Regions from separate parts of the Mus musculus genome. Here region 2 is linked to region 1. Evidence: chromatin contacts called from public promoter capture Hi-C data. All regions are on one chromosome and are shown on one strand. Each heading gives the region's core, a stretch centred on a gene start, on an enhancer-like site or on the middle of the called end of the contact. The rest is flanking DNA. Distances are from core to core; before and after follow the strand shown. Region 1 holds the start of Srpx (sushi-repeat-containing protein). Region 2 holds the start of Rpgr (retinitis pigmentosa GTPase regulator).

Region 1 (4,255 bases), core at 905-3,404:
TTCCCAGACTTTTACAATCTCTGGCTCAGACTAAAATTTCCTCTGTTGAATTCAACAGCCCCAGCAGAGCTCAGTTCCCAAGATAATCCATTGATATGTGCCAAGAGAGGACTCCAATTGGAATAGTATTCTGTAGTTTAGAAAGCAAGGGGGTGGGGTATAGGGAAGGACTTGCAGGGCAGAAAACAAAGGGGAAAATGGTATAAATACAATATCAACAAGTAAAATAAATATTTCTTAAAGAAACAGGCTAGAAATAGACTAGAAAAAAATGGGAGTGAGGCCTCCAGGGAAGTGCTCCTGCAAAGCTTCAGGGTACCTGAGTGGAGCCAGAGGGCAGGTGAGGGATCAACAGGAATAGTGGCAAAGAGGAACCTGGTGGCTGCCTGGCTGTCAGGAGGCGGGACCAGCAGGCTAGCCGACTGAGCCAAGAAACTCAAAGGCAAGTCCCAAAACATAAGCTGTAGTAAGTGCCTGAGCTGGCAAATCTAGGATTCTGTGGGTGTCTGAGGCTTGGCAGCTATACTATATAAGGGTAGAGATGGAGAGAAAGGAGCAGGGAGGAGAGAGCAGGAGGGGGGAGGATAGCAAACGAAAAAGGGGAGCCTCCCTAGGACAGGCTCAACCAGAGGTTGAGATTCTTTCATTTAGATCCCCTCTAAGCTCCCTTTAACACAATTATTGCCAAGGGAGTGAGTGGAGACATCAGCCTCATAAAATGACATTTCTCTAGCAACTAAGGTAAAGCCCCCTCTGCACTTTGCCCCTAATTAGTTCCTACGAAACTTCAAACCTGTAAGCATCAGCACAAAACACAAAGAATGCTCCTGTCTTGTAACTCACATGTCATCCATCCATCCATCCATCCATCCATCCATCCACTCATTTGGAACATTCAAAGACCAAAAGCCACCCTACCTACATCTACCCAGCTCCCTTCCTGGGGGTTTCTTCTCAAGCCCCCGATTTAAACTGTTCGTAGTGATGTCTAACACGAAGACCATTATTCACATACTTTACAATGCATGGCCCACCTTTCTAGAAACAGACAACTAAAGGGGCCTGCATAGATTGACTCTTCATTCCAAGGCCACAGGGGTCCATAACAAATAGCCCTGCCCCTCTGACACCTTCTGTAAGCCTGAGATTTCATTGTGAGGATGTTAACTAGATATTTTTAAACAAGCACTTCCAAAGAGAATTTTCCCTGTGCTGTGAAAACCCAGTAAATACCAGGGTCCCCTTAGCTGTTGGAGACCACGCCCTCCAACACAATCCTGTGCCTTTCCTGCTTTCCCTGGTGCTAACCAAGTGCATGCCACATGTCACCACTCTCAGCTGGCACTTCTCCCTTAGAGAAACAAACTTTCTCGGAATCCCAGAGTTTGGCGCAGTTCGGGGGATGGGGTGGGAGCAGGAGGGAGCAGGGAGCAGACTGGACAAGAGGATGCACGAAGGCTCTTCGGCTAGGCTAGTAAAGTCCACAAGAGTTTCGGAGCTCCTCAGCTCCAGAGTGGGGCCAAGATTTGGAGCTTCTACCCAAAATAAACTGTCAGGCCTAGAGCACTGACAGCCATCAAAACCCTGTGAGGGGTTGGGGTGGGGAGCAAAAGAAGCTATGCAGTGTGGTGAGAAAGAAGCAAAAGAGCCCGTGGCCAAACTTTCTCTTCATAGCCTTCTATGCCAAGAGGGTTTGGTTTAAACCTTGGAGCCCTAGGAGCAGAAGGTGCTCAGGCTCCGGCTCCAAGCGCTGCAAGAGAGAACTCAGTTTCTTGTACCTAATCGGGAGCCACACTCCTCTTTCAGACCCGCTTCCTGGGACTGCGAAAGACGAGTTCAGAGTAAACAAAGGGAGACCCCCCCCATCTCCTGCTGTTGCAGGGCAGGGGGTTCGGCAGACACTTCTGAGGTTCCTAGATGACTAACTGGGGAAACACACCCCAATCCCTAGCTCCTACCTGGGAAGCCCTGGCTCGGCAGGACGTGCAGCAGCGCCAGCAACAGCGGCAGTACTTGAGGCAGCAGCAGCTCGGGCCGAAGTCCCGGGCTCCCCATGGTGAGCCGGCGCTTCCCCCGCAGGGCAGGCTGCACAGCTCACTTAAGGGGCTGGAGGAGGCCAAGAGACCGAGGGGCTGTGTAGTGAGACAGAGCCTCTAAAGCCAGGCTGGAAAACTCCTCCTTGGTGGATTCCTTCTTTCCCTCCCTCTAGTCAGGGCCTGCCCTCCTTCCTCCTCCTCCCTGGAACGCAGAGTGGTTCAGGGCTCCCCGCCCCATCATTTGCCCACCCCCTCTTTTTTGTGCCACCCCTTCTTTCTGGAAACCGGGGCCGTTCCCCCTCGGAGGTCTCCAGCTAGAGGCCCTAGAAACCTATTACATCCAAAAGTATCCTTTGCTCCTTTTGCACCCCCTGCCCCCAACACCAAGACACAAACTAGTGACTGCAGAGGTCCTGGGACCTTGGAACGAATCCCTGCGTGCGTGCTGGAGACAGAAGCACTTGTGTGTCACATAGAAAAACAGGCGACCTAGGAGTTGAGATTTCCCACTGAAGCTGGATGCCATGGCCCCATTCACCAGCTTGACACTCAAGACTATGCCCGGAGTTTAAACAGTCAGTCAGGAACTTGATTTGGACAGACCCTGGATTGGAAGCAAGGTACACCAGCGCCAAGGCCCATTCTACAGATTTTGTTGTTGTTGTTTGTTTGTTTGTTTGTTTGTTTGTTTCTCTTTTACCAAAGGCTAGGCCTTATGCATTCCATGCTGTGCTGCAGTGTAGAATGGGATTTAAGGGCCAGGTGATGGGGAACACAAGAGACAGGAAGTTCTCTGCCTACCCACAGCCTCGCAGATTCAGCGGTAGTTCCCAGCAGCCAGATCTATCCATCTCCTGGGTTGTTCTCCACCGTCCTAAGAACAGCAGGACCAGCCCAGAGCCTCCACCCTATGGGTTGGCATGGCTACATTCTGGCATCAGGATAAGGTTTCTAGGCTGCCCCCAGGATGGATCTGGTTTCTTGGAGGTATTTGGGGAAGACAAAATCCAGGCAGTTACCATTGGATTCACAGAGTCCCACGGCTAGACGACTAGACAGGAATCATATCCACTGCAGAGCTAGATCTTTCTCCTTGCCACAGTGGTCCCTTGCGTAGGCCAAGATCATTGAGAGCCAGAAGATTTTTAAGTCATTTATTCAAACAGGCCTTTCCCATTTTTAACTAAACCCCCAAACTTGGGCTACCATATAACCCTTTTCGGCATTTGAGAAAACTTTTTTCTAACTCCTCCAGTTGTGAAATATGGGGAAGGCTGGACCCTTCTGTGGCCTCCCTCAGATTAGACTCTTCAGAGAATAATTGTTGATTTTATCACAGACTGGCCAGGACTCCAAAGGAGCTTCATGAGAAAGGACTAGAAAAGATCACCCTGAGTGAGGTAACCCTGATTCCAAAAGACAAGCACGGTAGGTACTCACTTATAAGTTATATTAACCACAAATAACCATGTTACAATTAGCAGACCCAGAGAAGCTAAGTAACAAGAAGGGCTTAAAGGGGAGTGCATGAATCTCACTGTGAAGGGCAAATAGAATAGACAGGAGAGGAGTCTCGCTGGGGGAGTGGGAACAGGATGGATCAGGTATAGGGAGGACAGAGGGAGAGAATACTGGGAGAGACAACTGGAAATGTGGCAGTGAAGGTGGGTGGGGTTACTCTGGGGAGAGCTAGATTCCTAGTGCAATGGAAACTCCCAGAAATTTATGAGGGTAACCCTAGCGAAGACTCCTAGAAAAGGGGGATATGGACCTGAACCAATCGGCTCCTCTAACCAGGCATTCCAATGGAGGGTTTGGGACACCAATCCAGCCACAAAACCTTTGACTTACAATGTGTCCTGCCTATAAGATGTGCTGGGGTAAAGGTGGCATAGAACATGTGAGGGGGTGGCCAATGACTGGTCCAGCTTGAGACCCATGCTATGAGAGGGAGTCCACTCCTGACACTTCCTAGAGGGCCAAGATCCAGGGGTTTAGAGAGCCCAGAGCACTAGGATAGAATCAACATGACTGACAAAAAAGGCCAATGAAATGATTCCTAATGGTATTCTGCTATACTCATAGACTGGTGCCTAGCACAACTGCCGCCAGAGAGACTTCACCCAGAAAATGATGGAAATAGATGCAGAGACCCACAGCCAAACATTCAGAGGAGCTTGGGGAAGGAGGTGGTAGAGAAGACTGAAGGAGCCACAGGG
Region 2 (4,359 bases), core at 762-3,261, 99 kb after region 1:
CTCTCTTTTATAATAAGGAATCTAGTACAGAATCTGTAATCTCCAATGTATTAACTGATGGCTACCTCTGTAAAGTCCTATTACAAACATTGGAAATTACTGGTTTCTCAGAATCTTGCAATGAATAGAGGCCATATGGCAATTAATTATGCTCTACACAGCAATCTCTCTAATTGATTCGCTACCAAAATATTTATTGATAAGTATTTTATTTGCTCAACTGTATTACTGATAGTGTAGGTTTTCCTTGCTACTTATACCCATTGCACAAGACGTTCCTCTAGGAAATATCAGTTACACTGAAGTTTGTGCTAAGTTTCAAACAGAAAACTTCCCTTCTACACTATTTATCACTCTACCACCATTTTCACATCACTAGAATGCTGAGTAGGAAATCAAACACAGCTTTCAATACTTTCAGTGTGAAAGATAGCATATTACCCAGGTTTTACTACGGAAACACCTCGGGTATTCCTGTTCCCATTGAGAAGAAATGAGAGTTCAAGCTACGGATCAGTCCATGGGGATTGGAGATGGAGGCTGAGATTTGACATTCTTCAACTGCCATTGTCTGATCTGAGGAATATTCACAGACTTGGACCAGTATCATTTTCAAAAGACTAAATATCCATTAACATTTCCAAGTAACTATTTAAACACACACACACACACACACACACACCACTCAAATAGAAAGTCAGACCCAGTTTGGGGGAAATTTCCAGAGAAAGCATACTGAATGTAAATATTAATAATATATATCAATGTGCACGGGACTAAACCACTTGAGAACAAGCTTGAAGCAAGCCAGTTCGACTCAAGTCACTGAGCCTTGGGAGGCAAGGACCTCGAAATGATTCAAGGCTTCCCTACAAGGAATTATTTAACGGTGTTTACTCTGGCTCCCCAGAATCTCTCTTCAGACACTCCCCTAACCCAAAAACCAAGGTTGGGTGGTTCCTTTCTGTCCTCTGCCAACTAATGTCAAGCCTATTGTAACTATTTTCTTGCACCCTCACTAAGGTATGAGCTCCAAGTGGTGTAGAATCAAATTCTGTTTGAGCCAAGACCACAGCAGAAAGTGCAATACATATTTAAATGTCCAATTCTGCTCAAATATAGTGGTTATTTTTCATAATGCTAGTAACAGCCCATTAGAGTATATGCAAAAACCAGTTCAGTAGATTATGACCACCATTTTAGCTGAACAACTCTATAACTCTACGCTTATAATAAATGCTGCTCCAGGAAATGTCTACCTGGGCTACCCGGTACGGAAGCCGTACGGAGTCATAATTTTAAAAGACTTCACGACAGTCAGTCTTAAAAAAAAAAAAAAATTCACCGAAGGCCCTCCTCTCTTTATCCAGTTCGTTTCTTCCATTCTTTTTAACCTTTCACCCCGCATTCCACTCGTTACTGAATTCTGTACCTAACCGGGTCCTGGGGACATCCGCTTGCTCAAATGTTTAGAGACCCTGGGATGCTTCGCGAGAGAATAATGGCTGCCGCCGCCTCCAAGAAAAGCCATTATTTCAGCTTGCTAATAACACACACAGGGTCCCTCATGTCCCTGTCCCTTCCTCCAGCCCGACAAAGGGAATTTATTTATTCCCAAACGCAAATCTAAGGCGGTTGACTGAGGCTCAGGTTGCGGCCTGTACCACTACGGGGCCGGCTCGGAGGCGGGGCCTGGCCTGTCGCCCGCCCGCCCGCCCGCGGACCCTCCCTCCAGGCCAGCCGCCACGACTGGGGGCGCGCGACTCACCGGGCACCAGTGACTCAGATTCCGCCATGCCGAAGCCTGCGAACGGAATCTGTGCCTGCTTCGGAAAGATAGCAGGGGCGACTCGATTGAGCCTAAGGTGCTGCCCTACCCCCTGGGACCCCCATCGCGACCCTCTTGGCATAGACCACTACTGTGCTCCCGGAAGTCAACAAACAGACGCTAGGGGCAACGGAGGCGGAGCCTTGCGGGGCGGGGAGGGGCGAAAGGCTTTTGGAAGGAGGCTGGCGGAAGCTGTGTCAGTGAGGCGCAAGCGCAGATGCCATGGTCGCGGCGGTAAGCGACCGCACACCCTCTAGCGGTCGCGATTGGAAGCGGCCATGCTGCAGACTCTGGAGCGCATCTACTTCTGAAGGGATCCTGGCCATGCAGGGACCTAGAGGGGATATGGTGACAACATCATGTCTCACATAGCCCTAACTTCTGTGACTCATGCAAACGTCAACGCACAGCTTTGACAACACACTAGGACTAACAATCTGTAACACAGCAAGGTACTAGGCGGTTTACATCCCAAATGTCATTTGCAATCCTAGGAACAAAACAAATATACTCGATGCACACATTAGATCCTTATTGAATAAATGGTCGTAATAAATGTTATTACAATCATGCAAGTTGAATAATGCCATTCCTGTTTGCGGATATGCCAATTAAACATAGGAAGAGAAGCACAGTTCAGGTTGTTTAGCCTGAGGTCTAAACAGTCCGCCTGCATCTCCTATAAAACTAAAGGGCCAAGATCTATACAATTTCCTCTGAAATATTATATTTTTCTGGATAAACCTTGGTTTTCCACCCATAATAGTTGGCCACAATAAAATAAATAGGAAGAAAATCTTCCAGGATGAGTCCATTTGTATACCTGAGGTAGTTGGGTCTCAATCAAGCACAACTGAATTTAAGGCTCCCAGAATTCGAGAGTTATTACCTACACTTACTCAGGGCACTTTTATTAGGAAGGAAAGAGGGAATAGAATCCAATCACTTGTGTACAAACTAAAGTTGAGGATGAGATTCTAGTAAAGATGCTTAGCAAGGAGCACCGACCTGGGAACAGGGATTTAAGAAAGACAAAAGCTTGTCTGATGACGACAAAGTCAGGAAGGTCTGAAGCCAAAGAAACTGAATGAAATTAAAGAAGTCTGGACATAGTTAACTGTATGCAAAGACTGATAAAGTGATCAGTTCCTCCCAGGACCTTGCTGAGGCTGGTTCGAGGTGAGATGGCATGTCCACAGAATCGGACGCTTTATCCTAAAGACTATGGAAAGTCATGGAGGAGCTTTAAGCTCAGAAGTGATAGGAAAGGACCAGTTATGCATGTTCTTGAAGTGATTCTACCTGTTTGGGCTGCTTTTCTGACAAGCAGTTTGAGCACTGAGAGGCAATTCAAAGGCTATTACAGGTATTTAGGTACAAAAGTGGTCAGGCTGCCCGAAGTTCAGTATTTTGGCACACAGGAAATGGTGTCTAGTTGTCAACTCTTGGAAAATGCTGACCTATCATATAACTTACATCAGCAGAAAGGAACAAAAAAGGTAACTTAACTTATTTTGAGGAGAACTTAATACTCATGTCTAAAGGCTCATAACAATCATGATGAGAAAAATCAGAATATTTAAAGACTTTCTTTGCTTATCCTGTTATTTCATTGACTTCTAAAAATAAATTTCAGAGCATAAGTCAGTGCTGAGCACTTCCACGCTGGTTTCTCACATAAGTATCTAGGCAAGGGTGGTGCCGTTTACAGAGATGGGAAGTGCTATGCAAGGAGCAGAGGAGGTTAGAGTTAGGTCAGTAAGGTAATGGAAGAGATAGTGAGCTCAGCCCTTGAACACATAGGAAAGTCAGGTGGAGTTGCTGAGCACAGCAAGCAACTGATGCACAGAAGGTCCAGATGGAGCCAGACACTTATGGAACTCCTGGATCAACGCTATCATGGCAGTCTCGGGAACAGGTGAAAGAAGGAAAGGGAAGGACAAAGGAATCTAAGGTGAATCGTGAAGAATGCCGAAGTATGATATCCTAGCAATGGGTTATAAGGCTTAAAAGGTGATGAGAGAGAGAGAGAGAGAGAGAGAGAGAGAGAGAGAGAGACTGGAAAATACTGCACCAAACAAGAGTATAATCAAATTGTCCACATAATGTGTACAAATTAAATGACACCGAATTACCTTCTGAAGTTAGAAATATGGTGATCATTCTCTGTGTTATAAAAAGAGCGGTTTGCTGGGGCAATGGAAGAGGAAACAGTATTGGAGTAGGAAGTTGGAGACGCTGAGGGAAAAGCATCCCTTGAGCATCAGCATTCGAGACAGTAAGTGCAGAGGGACCCAGGAAGAGAGGAAGCAGCATTTGAGCCGGGAAGAGGGGTGAAAGGAGGGCTTCTGTTAAACTAAGCAATGTATGATACCACTGGGAGGTCCAATTGAATAGATGCGGAGAGAATCCTTCTTCAGAAAAGTAATAGAATAGAAATCCTGGAAGACAGCAAGGCCTTGCATCCAGAGAATATGGTGGAGACGCTGGCATTAGCTCAGACACACAGCTTTCTAGCAGAGAAGAAGAGA

Evidence for each region. Capture Hi-C pulls out chosen DNA fragments and counts their contacts.
Region 2: a contact with region 1 is called in a promoter capture Hi-C map of adipose tissue. The contact joins the promoter of Rpgr here to the promoter of Srpx in region 1. A contact is called at or near these places in 1 of 39 promoter capture datasets (maxillary cranial neural crest), 1 of 484 Hi-C or Micro-C datasets (uterus), 1 of 115 datasets of contacts at active chromatin or transcription factors (the NIH/3T3 cell line) and 1 of 9 other capture datasets (adipose tissue).

Annotation. Positions count from the first base shown.
Region 1 is chrX:10,115,486-10,119,740 of GRCm38.p6, forward strand. It overlaps Srpx (sushi-repeat-containing protein), which reads right to left and starts at 2,155. Exons shown (of 10, transcript NM_016911.5): 1 at 1,959-2,155. The coding sequence starts at 2,055. It overlaps Gm33844 (a long non-coding RNA gene), which reads left to right and starts at 2,212. Exons shown (of 3, transcript XR_386890.4): 1 at 2,212-2,656; 2 at 3,376-3,464; 3 at 4,122-4,255.
Region 2 is chrX:10,214,784-10,219,142 of GRCm38.p6, forward strand. Rpgr (retinitis pigmentosa GTPase regulator) reads right to left here and starts at 2,012. Exons shown (of 17, transcript NM_011285.2): 1 at 1,769-2,012. The coding sequence starts at 1,910.